7 separate regions of the Mus musculus genome follow, and all the other regions are linked to region 5. The links are chromatin contacts, called in public capture Hi-C and promoter capture Hi-C maps. All regions are on one chromosome and are shown on one strand. The core of a region is the stretch at or near the end of the contact, and the rest is flanking DNA. Distances in the headings are between cores, read along the strand shown.

Region 1 (2,700 bases), core at 175-2,674, 320 kb after region 5:
TAGCATCCACATCACGGGGCTTTCAACTGCCTGAAACTCTTGCTGCAGGGGATCCAACACCCTATTCTGGACTCCTCCCATTCCTGCACTCACAAGTAGACATTATCATATACATAATTTCTAAAGCTTAAAAATATTTTTTTTAAAGTTGATATTGACACATGAATTTGAAGCCAACCTGGGCTACATATAAGTTCTAGGACTCTCTCTCTCTCTCTCTCTCTCTCTCTCTTAAAAAAAAAGGCTGTTTCCAAAAATAATGGGAAAACAATACATTTCCCAGTGTTTCAGCTATTGTGTGTATGTATATACATACGTGTGTGTACCCTGTTACTGTAATATAGTACATTAACAAGATAAAATTTAAAAGTTCAATGTGAAATAGCAGAGACCAATATTACACAACCCTCCCTCCAAACTCTTCGATGATACAGACTTCTGGGAAATGATGGATTTACTTTGTTGGAAAATAACAAGGTAAATTAGCCCAACTAAAATGAAATACTTCCTAAGATGTAACTGAATACAGTAGAAAGGACTGAGAGGGAGACTGCAGTGATCCAAAGTCAACCGGGGGCTGGAATGAGACAAGACTCAAAATAAGATGAACGAGAGACAGAGACAGACAGACAAACAAGCAAGAGGACGTCCACAGACAAATGGCGCGGGACATTTTTCTGAAAGAACAGGAGTTGCTCCACCTCGACCTAACAAGATTTAAACCTGGGTTCTGGACTAAAGACCTGTCCTGAACTATTACCATTACCCAAACCTCTGCCTTCAGCAGCAAGACACTAATAACTACGCTAAAACCCTAAATTTCAAAGTATAGGAGTTACAAGAATCTGAGCAGATTCTCAAAGAACTAAGTTTTCCATTTAAATGTAAACCAAGTGTAGAATCAAGCAAGACTTTGCAAAACGTCAACGTGGCCCCGTCTATAGCCCAGTTTACGCTCGCAGTTACACCAAGTCAGTTTGCCCAGTTACTTACTAGGCATCAGGGGAACATCAGCTGGCAGAGGGTTAAAAGACCACAACACTCCCTAACACCGCAGGCAGAGTGGAGACGCTGGCCAAGCGCCACCACTACTCCAGAAGTTGGGGCACGGAGCCCCCAAACACCCGTCACCCGTTCCCCAGGTCCTCCGGGCAGGGCGCCTCCTCGACACCCCTCCCCCAACACCCGAACGCCACGGCCCTGCTGCTCTGCTCTGGCTCTCCGCACTTGTCAGTCCTTTCTGCCGCCTCACCTGGGTTAGCTGTAGTCGCCGCCATGGTCGAGATGGCACCGTCCCTGCGCCACCCTCGGTGGGAGGGGCAGCCGCCACCGAGCTGGGGGAGGGGAGGGAAGAGCCACTCCGCAGATTAGGCACCTTACCGCCGCCACCGCTACCGCGGAATCCAAGATGGCGGACGCCCACCCCCCTCCCCATCCTGGGCAGAAGACACGCCCCAAACTATGGGCGCGGTCAGTCTCCAGACAGCCTCCCTGGGAGAACTGGCCAATAGAAACAGTAAGTCGCCATAGAGGCCGGGCTAGTGACTCGGCCAGTGAGTCCGGTGACCCGAGGAGTGCTAGGAAGCCTGAGCTAGGAAGCCAACCAGCTGTTTCCCTAATCCGGCCTTCTCGGCGTCAGAGATTCATAACCAAATTGACGTCAGTGAAATGCAAAGAAAACGAGCATTTTACTAAAATGTTTTCTTTCTTAGTGGGCTCATCAGCATATGCTTCCTACAGACGATTTGTTATGCAAACCCTCTTTATAGGTTCTAACACAGGGATCACTAATCCATTCTAGGTTGTTTTTTCTTTATGAACTTTTGTCACTAGTAAAAGTCCGATAACTAATTCTTAAGAGTTGGCTCTGAAGCTGGTAGGAAAAAGCTGGGTGATTACGTGGTACCAAAGATGCCAACATTTGAAATGGAGACAACGAACAAAGAATTTTTATTAAACAAGTATTCCAGAACTCAGAATGCAAAGACCAGTCTGTACTACAAAATGAAACTAGTCCCTTTCTCTGCCCTCCAAAAGTGAGGTGTCCTATGTCACAAGTTTTTTTAAAATGACAAGGTAGTAAACACACAGACGTAATGTCTAATTATAAGAACTGAGCAATTCAGAACAGACAATGTCGACTCAAAACACTGTGAGATAAATTCTATAATTTTACAAATCAAGAACTACAAGCAGGGGCTGGAGAGATGGCTCAGCGGGTAAGAGCACTGACTGCTCTTTCAGAGGTCCTGCGTTCAAATCCCAGCAACCACATGGTGGCCCACAACCACCCCTAATGAGATCTAACGCCCTCGTCTGGTGTGTTTGAAGACAATTACAGTGTACTTATTTAGAATAATAAATAAATCTTTGGGCCAGAGAAAGCAGGAACTGAGTGAGCCGACCAACTGGAGTGGGCGAGGTTGATTGGAGCAAGCAGAGGTCCTAAAGTCAATACCCAATAACCACATGAAGGCTCACAGCCATCTGTACAGCTACAGTGTACTCATATACATAAAATAAATAAATAAATCTTAAAAATATATATTTAAAAAAAAAAAAGAACTACAAACAGATCCAGGCATAGTGATGCATGCCTTTAATCCTAGTACTCAGGAGGCAGAGACTGGCCAATTTCTCTGAGTTCAATGCCAGCCTGGTCTACATAGTGAGTTCTAAGACAGCAGGAGCTATATATAG
Region 2 (2,772 bases), core at 173-2,672, 440 kb before region 5:
CTCTCTCTCTCTCTCTCTCTCTCTCTCTCTCTCTCTCTCCATCTCTCACTCTCCCTCCCCTCCTCTCCCTTCATAGCCCTGTTCAGTCTGCTGTTTAGCTTGCTCTATTTTCTTCCTGCACTAGACCCTTCCAGATGCCTCTGGCTGTGTTCTCCCTCACACACAGAGTAGGAACTGCCTCAGCCATTCCTTGGAGTGGTCATGTGTTGTGTCCGGCCAGCAGACCACAACCTGGGTTCTAGCCTGGAAAGGCATTTTGGAAACCTGGAAGAGAAGAGGGGCTAGGTGGCGAGAGAAAAGAATGTAGCCAAGACAGTTACTCTGATCAAGGCTCAAATTTTATTGTTGCGACACTAGTTATGAAGGAAGGGGGAGGGGACCCGATTCCCGCGGAATAATCTCTGGTCCAGTAGAAAGGTGCACGTGTGTGGCTCCGCAGGTTCCAGCAGTGGGCGTGGCAGAACGAATGAGCAGGAAGCTCCACCCCTGAGCAAGCAGGTTTCAGGCTAGGGGAGGGGAGACTGCAGTCATGTGCTGATTTCATTCAGTTACCACATCCTGACCAAATGAGGTGAGAAAGTGGTCTTCTTGTTTCTCCTACACTGCTCTAAGAAGTCTCTTGTCATTTCTTTGGTCCTCACGTGTAGGTAATATGCTTACAGTAAACTGTGTGTATTTCCACCACACACTTGACACACGGTATCACAATGAACATTATGACTATTTCTCTAGTGCTTTGTAAACTCTGAGAGCAGGGCTGTCTTTATTCTATCTCTCTCAGGAACAAAGGAATCTCCGAAAGGAACAAAGCTGGGGTCCTACACAGAAGCGCGCGGGGGCAAGGCAAGTTAGTGCAGCTCTTAGGGAACTGTGTGACGATCTTCATTTTCCTTCTCACTGGAATTCTCTGTTTGGGGCAGGACAGATTATCTTGGGAAGAAAACTGTCCCAGCAGACATTCCCCTCTGAATTGAGCAAGGTCCGCTGTAATCTCATAAGAATCTGTTTTTGCTATGGAAGCACTCTATCAATAACCCAGGACAGTAATCCCAGCAGGTAGGAGGTAGAGGCAGGAGGATCAGGAAATAATGGACATTTCTAGAGTGGTAAAGGCCAACCTGGGCTACATGAGACTTCTTTTTTTATTAATTACATACAAATGACTTAAGCTATTTGGGTTATAGATCAAGAAGCTACAAATCTGGTGCAACCATCTTAAATTTACAGGAAACACTTTTGTTTTTATTGCTCTAATTTCCCGACTTTGCAGGATTTTACCGGTCGGGAGAAGCAGGGACTACAATTCCCATAAAACCTCTGGGTACTGGGTAACGCCTGCCAGACGCAACCGGACTGCGTTTCCTAGCGAGCCTCCTGACGCGGCGTTTGCGTGGTCCGACCGGAAATTCGGTTGTTAGATCAAGCGGTGGTACAGCAGGCTGCGCAGCAAGTACAAAGGTACCACCCTAGGGTTCGGAGAGACGATAGGGCTCTGACTCAGCCAAAAGGACCAAGTTGTACATTTTCCATTTTTCAGCTCCCAGCCATGCTTTCCCAGTGCCCTTAGTGCCTAGCGCTCTGGCCGCTCAATCGCCTTTGTCTCTCCGCTACCGGCGTAGAAGCCGCGTTAACCCGCCACGCAGAGTAGAGGCGGTTCCAGGGTGTGCTTGTCTGGGGTGCGTGGGCAGGGTGTGTGGACTCAGTCCCGTGTCCTTCGTTTCTCCGCAGCGAATGCTAAGTGCGCGATCGGCCCAGTGCATGGTCTCCATGGCCACGCGCTCGTGTGTATCGCGGGGCAGCGCGGGATCTGCGGCTGCAGGACCAGTGGAAGCCGCTATTCGCGCCAAATTGGAGCAAGCCCTGAGCCCCGAGGTACTGGAGCTGCGCAACGAGAGCGGTGGCCACGCAGTCCCAGCAGGCAGCGAGACGCATTTTCGCGTGGCGGTGGTGAGCTCTCGTTTCGAGGGGATGAGCCCCTTGCAACGGCACCGGTTGGTCCACGAGGCACTGTCGGAGGAGCTGGCTGGACCGGTACATGCCCTGGCCATCCAGGCGAAGACCCCCGCCCAGTGGAGAGAAAACCCACAGTTGGACATTAGTCCCCCCTGCCTAGGTGGGAGCAAGAAAACTCGAGGGACCTCTTAATAAATACCTGGATTGGGAGAACGATCCGAATGGGTCGACTGAGAATAAACTACTACATCACTACTACCTTATTCCTTGATTTGTACGGACCAGGAGCTCTGCCTTTTCTGCTAATGAACACCATGCAGAGGCAAAGACACCTCTGGTGAAAGCTAAGCTAGCCCAGGGAGAGAGCAGCCACTCCCTCCCTCTTGCCCTTGCCTGGGCTAGACTAGAGAAAGGTCCTGATGAATCGGAAAGGGCCATGATAATAAAAGAGAAGCTGGTGCATGAGGTCAAACGGTGCTCTTAATACCTGTTAAATTGGAGCTACACATCATTAGTGCATATGGGGGCTGGGGGAGGTTGCATAACACCACTGCGCACTTGGGTGTCAGAGAGTAATTTTCGGAGTTACTCCTCCCCCAGTTGCATGGTTCTGGAATTGAACTCAGAGAGGCCATCAGGTTTACACAGCTGTTAGGTCCCTACAGACGTTCTTATGAGAAGAAAATTACCTGTAGGCTAGAGAAGGGATTTGTGAGGAAGTGAACTATCTGGGTTTTGCAAGGATACCAAAATTAACCCGGAAAAGAGGGAATTCCTGCATTTGAAGCAGGAAAAGAACCGAAATAAACATTGGCTAGG
Region 3 (3,010 bases), core at 166-2,665, 420 kb before region 5:
GTCCTTCTTGAAGGCATAAGACACAGTGATAGGACGGTTACACAGGTACTGCCCGTTCATGGCCTCAATTGCTGCATCCGAAGCATCGAAGGAGGCAAAATTAATGAAGGCGTAACCCTTGGAGTTGCCTGTGTCAGGGTCCCGCATGATCTTGGGGGTCTGTAGGATGACTCCAAAGGCGCTGAAAGTATCGTAAAGCAGCTTTTCATCAATTTCTGGGTCCAGATTTCCAATGAAAATGTTGGCTCCCACATCCAGGTTTTTGTTGTGAGCTGAGGCCTTGTTCACCCGTATTGGCTTTCCATAGAGTTTGATCATGTTCATAATCTTAATGGCATAGTCGGCATCTTCCTCGCTCAGGAATTCAACAAAGCCATAGCCTGGGGAATCAATGAAAAAAACAAAACAAAACAAAAAACAAACAAACAAAAAAAACCCATCATTCAGGGGAAGAGACTCAAAATGAAACATTAACTCCCCAGCCTTCAAACACAAAGAACATAATAGATAATAGCTGGGCGACTGCACGTGCACGTGCTTTTAATGCCACCACTTCGTAGCAGAGGCAGGTGGAGCTCAAAGATCGTGACCAGCCTGGTCTACAGAGCAAGATCTAGGACAGCCAGGACTACACAGAGAATGGTTGAGAATGGTTCCAGAAACTAGAGCTAAGAGAAAATATTCCAGAAACTGGGAATTGAAGCTGAAGGAGAAAGCAATCTTTAGGTTGCTCATTCCAAAGGCGCTGTGCCTAGCGGCTGAGCCTCTTCGGGGCCGGTTAACCCTCTCCAGGGCTGATTCCTGCCCCGTACCCTACTCACCCTGGTGCTGGCCAGTGACTCTGTCCTTGGGCATGTGGGTGTTGACCACTGGCCCTGCCTGGAGAAAGAGCTCCCACAGCAGCGGCTCACTCACTTTCTCGTCCAGACCGCCCACGTACACCGTGGCATCTAAAGGGAAGAAGCAGGCGATGAGGAGTCGGCAGTGAAAAAGAAGACAAAAACCAAAAACCGTCGCCTAAAGCCCTGAAATTCCCTCTGCCACCATCATCTAGAAAATCTGCTACGTCTAATTTGGCATTCTTGCTGGTCCGGTACTCCCGGGAGGCTTTTGTCTTCTTGGTGGAGGGAGCTGATCTAGAAGCATCGCTTCTCACAGGCCTCGGCCTGCACCCGGCCTCGCGGCCAGCCAGGTGCCCAGAGGTCGGTGTCCCACCGGGGGGGATCTCGTCTACCACCCCAGGGGGAACGCTTCCGGCACTAATCTTCCCTCCACTTCCCTGCTCCTATCTTGGGCTCTTCTCTCCCAATTACCCTGATTCCGTTCGGAGATCGGTCCGGCAGCCATGGCGAAGGGGCTCCCGCCGTCTCTAAGCAGCAGCACCGCCCCCTGACCTCAGTTACAACTTCCACTTCCGGGCCAAGGCTCACGTTGGGCGGGGCCGGCGCCGGGGGGGGGGGGAGGAGCCGGAAGCGATCGCGGCCATCTTAGGGGTCGGAGTCTTGTCTTTCGGAAGGGAAAGGCGCTCTAGGGCTGCTGCTGTAGTCGGGGCGGAACGGATGTGCTCAGCCCGTCTCGACACAGTTAACTAAAGCCCCGGATGCTTCCAGACTGTTAGAGGCTCACACGGCTCCCCAAACGCACATTCAAGTGCAAAACCAGGCTTTGTACGTTCTGTGACGCAGAGTTGTGTCCTAAGTGCAGGGCCAGGACTGCCTTCTGGAGCGACCTATTATTTAGTGAGGTCCACGACGCTCGTGCAGACTCGCCCTCGGCCTAGACTTGAGCCTGAGGTATTTTGTTTTCCCCTAAGTGTCAAATCTCCGCTTATCTTGGGAAATCTGGGACACGAAACCGGGTTGGGTTGCGGGCTGGTATCGAAGCTTTAAGGAGCAGACATGGATCTCTTGAGTTAAAGGCCAGCCAGGTCTACAGAACGAGTTCCAGGACAGCCATGGCCACACAGAAAACCTGTCTCAAAAAACAGAGTTCCAGCTGGCCTAATAGACACATAGAGACCATGTCTCAAAAAAGGTGTGCGGACCCCTTCCCCCATATTTTATGTGTATTTCTTCCAGGCCACGCCTGACTTGGATCCTTTATTTCCTTACAATAATTTGGGTGTTTTTCTCAGTTCACACCCTCCCCTCCACCCCCACGGCTTTGCTGAGATCTTCATTCAACACAAGAAAATACCAGCAATGTGTAGAAATACTGTGCTTTAATGAACTCCTTAAATAGAAACGCTGCTATGAAAATATACAGTGGGAGGAGACGGTTTCTCCCTTATTCACCTCGTTCCCACAGAAGACTAAGAAAAGATTTCAAAGTAGTGTAGAGAGGTTGCGAATGAGGTCTCTAGGACATCATTGTTGGGACTGATGAAAAGGGTCTCTCATGTCACAGTTTTGACGGCCATCCAAAAGGTACAGAATTGCCTGGGAAAAGGGGCAATCACATTCTGAACTGGTCTTGTTTCTTAGTTTTCAAATCACAAGAAATGAAAATAGCCCCAGAAATCAAACAAATCGGGAGACCTTTAGGTTGGTAGCGCCACCATCTGCTACAGAAACGGGCCTTCTAAGTGAACTCTGCAGACTGGAATGCCAAAGCTGAGGCGTCAAGGTCAGACAGGAAGATGAGCAGAGACCCCTGCCCTGCCTCTGAGAACGACGCTAACAAACAGTTTCAGCAGATCTGAGAGAGGATGGTATTCGGATCTCTTTTCTTGCTCTGGTCCTCGGGAGATATTCTTGGTGTCCATTGTCTTAACAGTTCCTGAAGGTGAGAAAGCTCATCCTGAAGGGCAGAGACTGTGAGAGCTGAGGAGCCCATCTGGGGAGGGGCAAAGCGCACAGAGGAAGACTGTTACAGGGCTTGCTTCCTGGTTCCTTTTTTTTCCCCCTTTTCTGTTTTTTGTTTTGTTTGTTTTGTTTTTCCAGTTGGGTTTCTCTGTGTAGCCCTGTCTGTTCTGGAACTAGCTCAAACTCAGAGATCCACTTGCCTCTGC
Region 4 (2,700 bases), core at 76-2,575, 480 kb before region 5:
GGCGGCGCCGGGGCGAGGGAGCCGGTCTTATGTAAATGAGAGGCTTCTGTCCGCGCGCTCCTATTGGCCACGGCGTCAGGACGCGTGTGAGCCAATGAGAGCGTCGGGCGGACAATCGGGTCTGCGTCTATAAAAGGGTGAGGCGTCGGCGCCGGAGTACCGTTTCCTGGTTGTGGCCGTTCGTCTGTTTGCGCTTTCGTGATGTCCGGTCGTGGCAAGCAAGGAGGCAAGGCCCGCGCCAAGGCCAAGTCGCGGTCTTCCCGGGCCGGGCTACAGTTCCCGGTGGGGCGTGTGCACCGGCTGCTGCGCAAGGGCAACTACGCGGAGCGTGTGGGTGCCGGCGCGCCGGTATACATGGCGGCGGTGCTGGAGTACCTAACGGCCGAGATCCTGGAGCTGGCGGGCAACGCGGCCCGCGACAACAAGAAGACGCGCATCATCCCGCGCCACCTGCAGCTGGCCATCCGCAACGACGAGGAGCTCAACAAGCTGCTGGGCAAAGTGACGATCGCGCAGGGCGGCGTCCTGCCCAACATCCAGGCCGTGCTGCTGCCCAAGAAGACGGAGAGCCACCATAAGGCGAAGGGCAAGTGAGGCCACTGCTCGCGTCGGCCCGCGTCTCTGTGATATAACCCCCGCGAGCTCCTAAAAAGGCTCTTTTCAGAGCCACCCACTGAATCAGATAAAGAGTTGTGTCACGGTAGCCGGTCTTGGTGGCCTTTCCTGGCCCTGCCCCAAAAGTAAGAGTGTCGTGTCCTCTGCTTCCTTGCCCATCCTGCCCGTGGTTCCCCCTGGTAGTTAGTCTGTTGTCGCTCTTTGGTTCATGCCCTGCCTCGGCGGAGCGGATACGCGGTTCTCGCTGACCGTCCCAAGCATTTAGCCCCTATCTGCCCACACCCTTGTCCTACACAACACTGTCCCTCACTCAGCGTCCACCCGCCTGACCCTTCCCAGGACTAAGACTCAACTAGGACGTCTAGGCCAATCTAGACATAAGTCGCAGTCAGCCGCGCTCTCGTCCGGTCCTTGGGGAATGTCTAGGAGGAGGAGGTGTCCCGCGAGGACTGGACGCGGCCGGCTCTAGGGATCATGGGGGACTGGGGCTGGGACTGTGGCTGTGGCTGGGCGGTGCTGCACAAACACTAGATTAGTTCTGCCCTGGGACTTTGGGCGGCGGGCGGGGGCGCGCGAGCTCCTCTTGGGCAGAGCCGGGACCCGCCCTCTACGGGCAGCTGCCAGACGTGGCTCCACCCTCGCAGAACGTTGGCAAGTGGACCGGGCGCGGGGCTGGACGTGGGGGGCGGGTGGGGGCGGGTCAGGTGGCGTGGCGGGCCCGAGCCAATGGGCGAGGTCGGGGCCGGTGACGCCACGGCCAATGGCGCGGCAGCGCGGGAGTTTCAAGTCGCTGTCTCCGCCCCGCCGCGGGGAAGACTGCGCCTATAAAGGCGGCCGGCTCGGGCCGGTATCAGGTCCCCGAGTGCTCCTCGTTTGGGTGTCTTCCGTCTTCGCCATGGCCCGTACGAAGCAGACTGCCCGCAAGTCCACCGGCGGCAAGGCCCCGCGCAAGCAGCTGGCCACCAAGGCCGCCCGCAAGAGCGCCCCGGCCACGGGCGGCGTGAAGAAGCCGCACCGCTACCGGCCCGGCACCGTGGCGCTGCGGGAGATCCGGCGCTACCAGAAGTCGACCGAGCTGCTGATCCGCAAGCTGCCGTTCCAGCGCCTGGTGCGCGAGATCGCGCAGGACTTCAAGACGGACCTGCGCTTCCAGAGCTCGGCCGTCATGGCGCTGCAGGAGGCGAGCGAGGCCTACCTGGTGGGGCTGTTCGAGGACACCAACCTGTGCGCCATCCACGCCAAACGCGTCACCATCATGCCCAAGGACATCCAGTTGGCCCGCCGCATCCGTGGGGAGCGCGCTTAAGCGCCCTGTCTCCCATCCATTCCCCACAAAGGCTCTTTTCAGAGCCACCACAGCTTCCCGGAAAGAGCTGTTTACTTCGCTTAGAGCTTTGTCCGCACATTATCCCGCTCCATAGCTCTAGGTTGGTATCTGACTTATACCTGTTATGTCTACATAATGGTTGCTTTCAAGGAAGGTTTGAATGCCCTTAGTGTAAGTTGTTTAACGTTAATTGCGGTCTTATTCAGACTCCTAGCTTGTTAACCCGAAGTAGGTTCACCACCTCAGTCTAAGGGGAGGGGATAATCTTACGGAGGGTTGGGGCTTGGTGGATACTATGTAATGTTCCTACCCAGCTGGAGCAGAGAAGGCTTTGTAAGTAGCTGAAGGCTGAGATCTAGCTTACAGCTCATAATTACATCACCAGACTTCTGGACGACTGAAGATTATTGTTGCTCATTTAATGCAATGTCTGAGGCTTACGGGGCTCAACGTCGGTGGTAAGTGGACTATGAGTAATATCCAGTGATAAAGCTTTGTTCTCTAACACTTGATTAGAAGACCTGCTAGCTACTTGGGATTCAGCATTTATTGCTATGATATGGTTCAATGGCAATTGGGTAGTTTTTCCTCTTACTCCTATTAATTTACTTCAAAATGACAACTCCATTCCCCCCTTCCCACTTTGGCAGGCACCTTTCTGGACCGAAATACACTGGATATCAAAGGGGAATCCCTTTACAATTCCTTAGCGTGAGGACAGTCTTTGCAGGGGTGGGTGTCGGACCTGAGACTCAAGA
Region 5 (2,700 bases), core at 115-2,614:
AAGCCTAGGTTAAGCAGCTTGTTCTGACAACTCTTCCACAAGACCCCATGATCCCATCACCACTGCAATCTGGGAATGGACTAAGTGTCCCCACCCCCAGGTGAGGGACTACTTGAGTTAATAAGGGTGCTAATAAGTTCATTTCCCTTTATGCTTCTCCACACATCTGACCGTGTTTCTGTTTTTACTGTGTAAAGCTAATATGTCTAGCCCTGCATCTGAGATTTAATGGAGAGAGATCAAAGAAAGAATAAAGAAAGATGAAGGTGGGGTGCTGATGAGAGACCAAAGGCTTATGTAAGGAACAGAGAACAAGATGTTGGATGTCTCTAAGATGGTCAGGGAGTCTATTGGAAATAAACTATGGAAAGAACAAGGTATGCTGGAAGAGTGCACACTGCAGATTCATCGGCACGCATGTTTTTTACCTTAAACTACCTTCTGTAATCTTTGAATTCCACATCTGAGACCTGTAAGATGGCTCAGCAGATAACAGGTACTTACTGCCCAAGCCTGGCAACGTGACTTTGACCCCTAAGACCCATGTAAAGTGAAAGGACAGAAGTGGCCACAGAAAGGTAGCATGTGACCTACAAAACTGTGCCGCCCACGCCTTCAAAGATTCTTCACACACACGCAATAATGATTGATTGATTAAATTCCACATCTGTGACATTAAGAGGTCTCTAAAGTCCCTCCACCACGACTGCAAAGGAATGACCACCAAGATAGTCTTAGAGTTGTTACATTCAGTGGTAATAACAGTGTCTTGCAAGCCGGGCAGTGGGCGTGCACGCCTTTTATCCCAGCACTCGGGAGGCAGAGGCTGGTGGATTTCTGAGTGCTAGGCCAGCCTGGTCTACAGAGTGAGTTCCAGGACAGCCTAGGGGAAAAAGAGAACAAAAACAACAACAAAACCAGTGTCTTGCTGCTGGTGCTAATTATCATATACCAAGCACCGAGATGAGCAATTTACACAAAATGTACCTTCAGAATGGAACATATATTTTTATTCTTGTTTTATAGATTAAAAAATCGAGATTACAGAAAGTTTACTTAAAAAAAAAAAAACTACTTAATGCCAGATCCAGGATTTACACTAAATGTTTAGTTCCAGTGTCTGTACTTGTTTCTTGTCAGCTTTAAGAATGTTTAATAAATTTTATAATTAAAGGAAAATGACTAACTTCCACTTCCTGTTTTTCTCTCATTCTTGCCCCAGGAGGTATGCCCTGTCCTCAAAGTTGGATGCCTTCTTGTCACTTTGGGAACCCAGACTGCAGGTGTGTGCAACAGCTTCCACTTTCCGGTCAACCGGAACCTTTCCCAGAGCGGCTGCTGCTGTGTGGGTTCTACCTCAGCGGAGTTCCTGGGGGTGGTGCCCGGCCGGAATGGCGGCTATGTTATCCAATAGGAAAGGATATTACTGACTTAGAAGCCAATGAGGAGCCTGGTGAGGAAGAAGCGGTGATCGGAGCATGGAGGTACCGATTTGAGACAGCATGGGTCTCTGTCTGAGGTGGCGCCGGCTTGGGTTCCCACTCCCAGAGTTCCGCCGCTGCGAGCTCCACACCGTGCGTGAGGTACGCCAAGCTCCCAACCATTTAGCCCAGCGGAGTCCAAGGGGGCAGGCTGTCCAGCCCCTCCTGGACCCTGCTGCCCCACTCGGAAATGTGCGGTTCCTTTGAATCCCCAAATTAAGACCTAGTGTCACCCAGTTTCCACCTTAAAACCAATGCTTCTTAAACACCCATAACCCCTACGACCCCATTCCGGAGTAGTGGAAATAAGCCCGCGATACCTCCTAACGTGCCTTTTCCTCCAGGCCTCTGCACCAACTCCTCCACATTGGTTGGCAGAACGATTTGGCCTTTTTGAGGAGCTATGGACCGCTCACGTGAAAAAGTTAGCAAGTATGACACAGAAGAAAGCCCGGGCTATTAAGATATCACTTCCTGAAGGCCAGAAGGTAGATGCTGTTGCATGGAACACAACCCCTTACCAACTGGCCCATCAGATCAGGTATCAAGCCAGCCTTTCTACCTACAAGAATTATTTTTCTGTCCTTTTCTGCACCCGGTCAGAAAATGAAAGCATCTTTTTGTTTCTCTTTGGTTTTTCGAGACAGGGTTTCTCTGTGTAGCCCTGGCTGTCCTGGAACTCACTCTGTAGACCAGGCTGACCTCAAACTCAGAAATCCGCCTGCCTCTGTCTCCCAAGTGCTGGGATTAAAGGCATGCGCCACCATTGTCCCGCTACATTTTTTCTTTTTCTTTGTTTCCCATCAGAAAGGTGTAGTCTTTGGGCAGGGAGGGGGTTAGGGTTGGGGGGGGGGGTCAGTCAGTCATTTAATTGATTACCACACAAGCATAAGGACCTGAAATATGAATTTGTGGAAGGAAACTGACTCCTAAAAATTGTCCTCTGACCCCCCCCCCACACACACACACACACTGTAGCATGTGTGCCCCACCCATAAATAAATGAAATAATAGTTTCAGGTTAAAAATAAAAAGGGTGTGGTGACATGTGCGTGTAATCTGGTCAGCCAACCTAGCCTGCTGGCGATGCTCTTTGCCAAAGAAAGACCCTCTTCTAAAGGCATGATTGTTGACTCCCGAGGAAGAATGCACACCTACTCCCCCAGAAAAGCATCTTGTTAAAAGAAAAAAAAAAAAAAAAAGGCTGGGCGTGGTGGCA
Region 6 (3,003 bases), core at 344-2,843, 300 kb before region 5:
AAAGTAGGTATTTTCTTTTTCAAAAAGTCATATCTGTCTGAATACAAATAACTAAAAGGACTCTCTCCACTCATTTCTTACAATTGTAATCTGACAAGGCACCATTTCAAGGACAATCATTGTTCTACTCCTCGTCTCTTGTTCAGTTTGTTTTATTTTTTGAGACAGGGTTTCTCTCTGTAACAGAGCCCTTGCTGTCCTGGAACTCACTCTGTAGACCCCGCTGGCCTCAAACTCAGAGATCTGCCTGTCTCTGCCTCCTGAGTGCTGGGATTAAAGGTGTGTGACACCACTGCTGGCTTGTTCTTTTTAAGATACAGAAAGTTGAAAAAATATGACATACTATATTACAGTCCAGGTAAGGAAATAGAATCCAAGCAACATGGGTGATGGTGATTTTTCAGATACCAGTAACTTGCTAGATTTGTGGGTAAATTTTATTTTCTTTGATGAGTCAGTTTTCTATAATATATGAACTTTTTTGCTGATAAAACAGGATTGTATATAACATTAGATCTCATTTGTGTGTAGTTAATATCCCACTGACTCGTTTAATATAAAGCTTTAAGGCTTCTGTCAAAACATATGCACACCAGTAACTCCAGCACTGCAGACACTGAGGGGTCACGCGTTCAAAGTCAGCCCGTGTTACATTGCAAAGCCTTATTCAAACAAAAAGGAAGAAGAAAGAAAGTCTCAAAACCTGTACTGTGCCCAATGGGAAGTTTTATTTACTGGTTTATTTATTGACTGGAAAACTGAAAAGAACACATTTTCACAATTTTAGAAGTGACAAATACCTGTATTTCAAGTGACTTCTAGTCTTCCTCAAGGGATTTGGAAACTTCGCATAATTTGCATAACCCGATTAAGTTCTTCTATTCTATTTAACCGCATATTTCTTACAGTATGTTGAAAAAACTAGTATTTAGTGGTGCTGTGTTGATTTTAAATTAATTTTTTAAATTAGCATTCTCAATGAGTCTCATAATGGCATTTATACACATGACAATAATATCTCATTCTAATGTGTTTCCTTTTTTTCCTGCCTCCAGCCCCTCTACCCCTAACCCCGCGGTTCCTAAAGCTCCCTGGTCCCCTTCCTCTACTAAATAGTCTGTCTGTTTTGTGCTCCTTGTATTCATTCCCTTGTATTCCAATACTATGTCTATCCGGGTCTCCCTCTCTTAAAATCTCCTTCTCACCTCTGGTGATCCTTTGCAGTTTCACATCTCACACACGTCATTATTTTGGTGTAAATATTTGAAGCACTAATAGCCAATGATTTGTTGCAGTTATTTGTCTTCCTGGTTGTACAGTTCTCTATTGTAAGAAGGTGAGGAACAAAACACCTTGATCCGAAGTGTGATAATAGTGTGTCATCTGTTGAATTTTTTGGAAACTGAAGCTTTAAGATCCAGTTGATTGCTAATTGTTCTTGCTTCTTAGATTAAAAATGTGTTTACCTTTAAATTCTCAAGTTGGTTTTGTTCCGGCCCCAATGAATTAACTGTCCCCGCCCATTGCAGGGGCCCTGGAAACCCGGCGTCCCTGAAAGCCAACCAAATTCAGTACTTTGGGCGCCGCGAGCTCGCAGTCCCAGCGGTCCTGAGTAGGGGGCGGGTGGAAGCTCCGCGCCTTCCTGGGGTCTCTAAGGTCTACAACATCTCTAAATAGCGTTCCCATTGTTTCTTCATTCAACAAACGTGATGAATTTCAGCTCCCCTTCTCTCTTTAGGAAACCCAGTTGAGTCTCATTCTATGACCTACCAAATACAAAATGCCGTCTCTTGATGCTACTTTGTTTGGATACTTTAGAAAACCGGGGCTGCCTCTGTAACCTAGCCTGGGCTATCAGAGAACTTGCTATGCAGTACAGACCTGGGACCCCGCTGCCCCAGCCTGCCCAGTGCTACGATGACGTGCGAGGGCTTCAGAAAAGATGCTCAGCAAACAGTGTCCGAGAGAGCTGTATCCCGCGGTGCGCCAAGCGCTTCCCTACTCAGGACCAGAAGCCAGCACAGCGCGGGTTCGGGGAAACAGGCTGCCTTCCACTCCCTACCGAGAAGCGTCGGGAATGGCACCGTCGCTTAGCTGCTGAGTCTGAGTCCCGGACTCCACGGAGGAACTACAATTCCCAGTATCGGAGCTACCCGGACTCCCGGAAGCCGAGGCTTTGGCGACCGGAAGCAGCTGAGACCCAACAGGCCTGAGGTTAATTCAGCCAGGAAAGTGGGTGGGAAGGGCTGTGGGGCACCTGTCAATTCGCCACCATGAATGTGGTCTTTGCTGTGAAGCAGTATATTTCCAAAATGATAGAGGACAGCGGGCCGGGCATGAAGGTACTTCTCATGGATAAAGAAACGGTGAGTTTGCTTTTGCTCAGTATTTATAAAGGAAGCTCTCCCTTCCTTTAGAATTGCTGGCCCCGTTCCGCTGTAGAACTTAGCATTTCACTGATGACGATGATCAAGTCTGTCTGGCACTGGGAAAGTTGTAGAATGCTTTCCCAGTGGGTGTGCAGTCTAACCAGCTCTAACTGGTGCCAAGAGACTTCTTACACCTGAAAGAGTGTCTGCAAAGAAATTGTTACTGGCGACACAGGGAAGACTTTACTCAACGTTGTTTTTAAAAGTAAATTGTTGGGGTTCAGCTGAAATAACAGGCTATTTGTTGACCACAACTTTAAAAAAGGAATTGTAAAGGAATGGTGAAGATCCTCTTTAGAAGTTTCTGAGTTGTTCATGTTCAGAGAGAGTGGTAGGTTTTCATTCTAACACATTACAGCCTGTTTTGGATATTAGGTAAATATTATTCTGTATATTAGAATTTAAATTACCTACTCAAATATTAGTGGCAAAAGGCTTAACTATTGATGCATGTTTTTACTAGTCCGGACTAGTATAATCTTAGTTCGTTCTTTTGCTTTACAGACTGGTATAGTGAGTATGGTCTACACACAGTCAGAGATTCTTCAGAAGGAAGTATACCTCTTCGAACGAA
Region 7 (2,900 bases), core at 197-2,696, 470 kb after region 5:
CTCCCAGCTGTCAGCCCCAGAGCTTACACGGCTTGACACGGGTTTACTCTCGCGGCGTCCAGCCTGGGTCGCTGCCACTTCCGGACACACGCCCAATACGGGGGACGCTGGAGCAGGGTCGGGGCCGAGGACAAGCAAGGCACAGCGCAGGCGGTCCCGCCTGGCTTCCCAGAGTCTTCAGGATTCCCGAGTCACCGAGCCTCCGGCGTGCGCTCCAGGCCGTGCCTACAAACTGGCTTTCAAAGGAAGTTTGTGGTTTTTCTTTTTCTTCTCTCTGTCCCTCTTTTCCCCCTGTCCGGACAAAGACAAATTAGCCAAGGACGCGGTCCCTAGAGGAGGAGGAGGAGGAGGGGCCTGCTCAGCTACCGAGGATTTCCATCAGGGCTGTCTGAGCCGGTCAGCAGCCCGGTGAGCCGCAGAAAGGAAGAGAGAAAAACAACAGACCCTTTCTCTTCCCTCCGCCTGCCGCTGGAAGGGACGGAGCGCGTGTGCCTCTCTGGTGAGAACCGGGAAAAGCAAGCGGCCTGGCAGAGCCCGGAGGAGCAGGGCGGGACAGCGGCTGTTGATTAGACCTCCCTGGATGCCCGCCGCAGCCCTCTGCTCTGGAGCCAAGAAAGCAGGGCGGAAGGGCGTTGTGTTTGCATATGTACTCGTTCAATAAGAAAGAAAATTCCCACTCCTGGTTTTCTGGAGCCCCTGAGCTCTTTCCCAAGGCTTCCCTTCTTCCCCGTATGCTTTTTTTGAAAGGCTAGGAATGAAACTGGTTCAGCTGTGTACCTGGTCGGGGGCGAGGAAGACGCTCTTCTGCCTCTTCTCACCTCCCCGAGAAGCAGGACGATCTGGGGATAGATTAAAAAATGAGGGAACATGTTATGATGAAGGGACATTTTCCCCCCAAGTAGTCTGCCCTGGGACACGCAAGTGGCAGTTAAGGGATGTTGGAACCCAGCCTTAGGTTCTGAAGGCTCCTCTAAACTCTATTGATGTGACGGCCAAAGGATAAGGCTTCAAGCAACTCGGAAAGCCGAGAGAACTGTTGCAACAGAGACCCAGGAAGCAAAGTCACGGTTGCAACAGCCCATGAATGAGGAGTATTTGCTCAGGCTGTAGAAGAAAGGCTATGAAGAAGGAGGAAGAGTTGGCACGACAGTAGGTTTTAAGAAAACAAGTCAAACATTATGGTAATGTTTTCCTATCGTGAACAAACACATTGATCACGATTTGTCAGTTTGGTAAAGGGGAGAATTTAAAAAAAAGAAAGAAAAAACACCTAACCAGGGAAGCTATTTTAATAAATAATATGTACAGCAATGTTGTAATTTAAAGTCCTAACCAAACCAGGCCTGTGAATCCAGTATTCAGGAAACTGAGGAGAAAGATTACAAATTCCAGACAGGTTGGGCTAGATAGAAAGAATTTGTATTTTAAAAAAAATTGAGAGATTAATTTACATCAATCTCGAACAGATTTTCGGTGTAATATATGGAAAGGTACTATACTTAGTCCTATCTGCAAGTTCAGATGCCATAAAGGCGAGTTATTGTGACACATACACAATTTGCATGTCATAGCCCTCCGAAAACTGCTCACTTGAGGACAAACACGAGCTGCTGGACTACATTTCCCAGGAGGCACCGCGATATACCATACTCCTCCTTGACGTCCCATGAGTCTTTGGGCTCAGAACCCAGCCTCTGCCGCTGGGGGGCGGGGCAACGCCGGACTCCCGGAGTGCCGGATTACGCACTTCCTCCTGGGGTTCGGAGGCCGAACCCTTTAGTGGCGGGTTCGAGTCCCGCCCCCTGACTCTCGGCTCTAGACCCTAGGTCTAGGGCGGGGTACATTCTGCCGGGTTACCTCTCCTGGCTGAGGGGCAACGGCACACCTCGGGCTTTACCATGGAGGACTACCTGCAGGACTGTCGAGCCGCTTTGCAGGTAACGGGTCCCAGTCCGTGACCGAAAGGAATGCAGCGTGGGGTCTGGGAAGGACGAAGGTGTGGGATCTGGGGAGCCCGGACGGTCGGTGTGGAGGGATCACAGAGATGGACGCGGGGGAGCTAGAGGACCAAGCCCTTCGGCCATAGGCGGGAGAGCCCGGAGAAAGGAGTCTCTTGGTTTGCTTGAGTCGGGTCCTTCGGCAGAACCTGTGCGGCGGCCGCCAGCCTCGCCCGGCGAGGTGTGTCTCTCCCTTCTCCCCGCCCCTCTCAGTTTCCCTCCCGCAAGCGGGCTTCAGCCCACTGGGTCCAGGTGAACCTCTGGGAGTGGAGGGCACTGGGTGCACCGCTTTATTGCCTCTGAATGGCGGTTTGCCTTTTTTTTTTTTCCCTCCTAGGTAGAGGCGGTCGTGGTGTTTTACTTTAAATCTTTGTTTTTATGCCAAATATACAGAATAATTCATCAGGCATATATGTTGACCCACAACTTACATTCCTTTGCTTCCAGTGTTCTCCTTTAGTGTTAATGCAGGCGCGTGCGCATACACACACACACACACACACACACACACACACACACACACGTAAAAATACCGCCTCCTTGGTAAGGGATAAACACAAAGTGTGTTTGGAATCTAAACCATAAGCACGGCCCTGAATTCTTTGTAGCTTATTTTTGGTGCTTCCTGAACCAGCTGGACTCGCCCAGCTGTGTTGACAGGCTGTGTGGCATTAGGTCGCTCTTCCCTTTAAAGGCTCCAAGTCACCTGGCCCCCTGCTGTAAGTTTCTCTGCCCCTGAAGAAACAGATAGGCATCTTCCTTTCAAATAACTTAGCTCGGTATGGTAGCCACAGGCCTCTAGTTCCAACTCAGAGGAGGCTGAGACTTCAGTTCAGGCCAGGTCTGGACTGGGAGAAAAAAAACCCAAAAAACAAAAAACCCACAACGACAGAAACAGAACAA

Evidence for each region. Promoter capture Hi-C pulls out the DNA fragments that hold promoters and counts their contacts. Capture Hi-C pulls out chosen DNA fragments and counts their contacts.
Region 1: a contact with region 5 is called in a promoter capture Hi-C map of stem cell-derived epiblast-like cells, with 2.4 times the contacts expected there. The contact joins the promoter of Arnt here to the promoter of Tars2 in region 5. A contact is called at or near these places in 9 of 39 promoter capture datasets (the C10 cell line, cranial neural crest, frontonasal cranial neural crest and 5 more) and 3 of 9 other capture datasets (adipose tissue, liver and macrophages).
Region 2: a promoter capture Hi-C map of pancreatic islet shows a contact between it and region 5. The contact joins the promoter of Bola1 here to the promoter of Tars2 in region 5.
Region 3: a promoter capture Hi-C map of fetal liver shows a contact between it and region 5, with 5 times the contacts expected there. The contact joins the promoter of Sf3b4 here to the promoter of Tars2 in region 5. A contact is called at or near these places in 5 of 39 promoter capture datasets (fetal liver, hematopoietic stem and progenitor cells, liver and 1 more), 1 of 484 Hi-C or Micro-C datasets (embryonic stem cells), 2 of 115 datasets of contacts at active chromatin or transcription factors (effector CD8 T cells and embryonic stem cells) and 2 of 9 other capture datasets (adipose tissue and pancreatic islet).
Region 4: a contact with region 5 is called in a promoter capture Hi-C map of liver, with 2.0 times the contacts expected there. The contact joins the promoter of H3c15 here to the promoter of Tars2 in region 5. A contact is called at or near these places in 2 of 39 promoter capture datasets (liver and pre-B cells).
Region 6: a promoter capture Hi-C map of liver shows a contact between it and region 5, with 2.5 times the contacts expected there. The contact joins the promoter of Vps45 here to the promoter of Tars2 in region 5. A contact is called at or near these places in 6 of 39 promoter capture datasets (cranial neural crest, hippocampal neurons, liver and 2 more), 3 of 484 Hi-C or Micro-C datasets (CD4 T cells, the G1E-ER4 cell line and muscle stem cells), 1 of 115 datasets of contacts at active chromatin or transcription factors (effector CD8 T cells) and 1 of 9 other capture datasets (embryonic stem cells).
Region 7: a contact with region 5 is called in a capture Hi-C map of macrophages, with 2.6 times the contacts expected there. The contact joins the promoter of Prune1 here to the promoter of Tars2 in region 5. A contact is called at or near these places in 3 of 39 promoter capture datasets (embryonic stem cells, hippocampal neurons and liver), 2 of 115 datasets of contacts at active chromatin or transcription factors (cardiomyocytes and craniofacial prominence) and 3 of 9 other capture datasets (liver, macrophages and pancreatic islet).

The regions. Positions count from the first base shown.
Region 1 is chr3:95,433,114-95,435,813 of GRCm38.p6, reverse strand. Arnt (aryl hydrocarbon receptor nuclear translocator) reads right to left here and starts at 1,424. Exons shown (of 22, transcript NM_001037737.2): 1 at 1,253-1,424. The coding sequence starts at 1,277.
Region 2 is chr3:96,196,236-96,199,007 of GRCm38.p6, reverse strand. Bola1 (bolA-like 1 (E. coli)) reads left to right here and starts at 1,422. Exons shown (of 2, transcript NM_026975.2): 1 at 1,422-1,458; 2 at 1,729-2,420. The coding sequence starts at 1,732. The coding sequence ends at 2,145.
Region 3 is chr3:96,170,911-96,173,920 of GRCm38.p6, reverse strand. Sf3b4 (splicing factor 3b, subunit 4) reads right to left here and starts at 1,415. Exons shown (of 6, transcript NM_153053.4): 1 at 1,314-1,415; 2 at 822-950; 3 at 1-380. The coding sequence starts at 1,347. Mtmr11 (myotubularin related protein 11) reads right to left here. Exons shown (of 17, transcript NM_181409.3): 17 at 2,203-2,835. The coding sequence ends at 2,689.
Region 4 is chr3:96,237,752-96,240,451 of GRCm38.p6, reverse strand. It overlaps H3c15 (H3 clustered histone 15), which reads left to right and starts at 1,325. Exons shown (of 1, transcript NM_054045.4): 1 at 1,325-1,973. The coding sequence starts at 1,511. The coding sequence ends at 1,921. It overlaps H2ac19 (H2A clustered histone 19), which reads left to right and starts at 78. Exons shown (of 1, transcript NM_178212.3): 1 at 78-673. The coding sequence starts at 202. The coding sequence ends at 594.
Region 5 is chr3:95,753,641-95,756,340 of GRCm38.p6, reverse strand. It overlaps Tars2 (threonyl-tRNA synthetase 2, mitochondrial (putative)), which reads left to right and starts at 1,364. Exons shown (of 18, transcript NM_027931.3): 1 at 1,364-1,583; 2 at 1,826-2,022. The coding sequence starts at 1,503.
Region 6 is chr3:96,057,045-96,060,047 of GRCm38.p6, reverse strand. It overlaps Vps45 (vacuolar protein sorting 45), which reads left to right and starts at 1,593. Exons shown (of 15, transcript NM_013841.3): 1 at 1,593-2,366; 2 at 2,934-3,003. The coding sequence starts at 2,274.
Region 7 is chr3:95,280,622-95,283,521 of GRCm38.p6, reverse strand. Prune1 (prune exopolyphosphatase) reads left to right here and starts at 1,446. Exons shown (of 8, transcript NM_173347.2): 1 at 1,446-1,937. The coding sequence starts at 1,899. It overlaps Mindy1 (MINDY lysine 48 deubiquitinase 1), which reads right to left and starts at 587. Exons shown (of 10, transcript NM_199475.1): 1 at 1-587.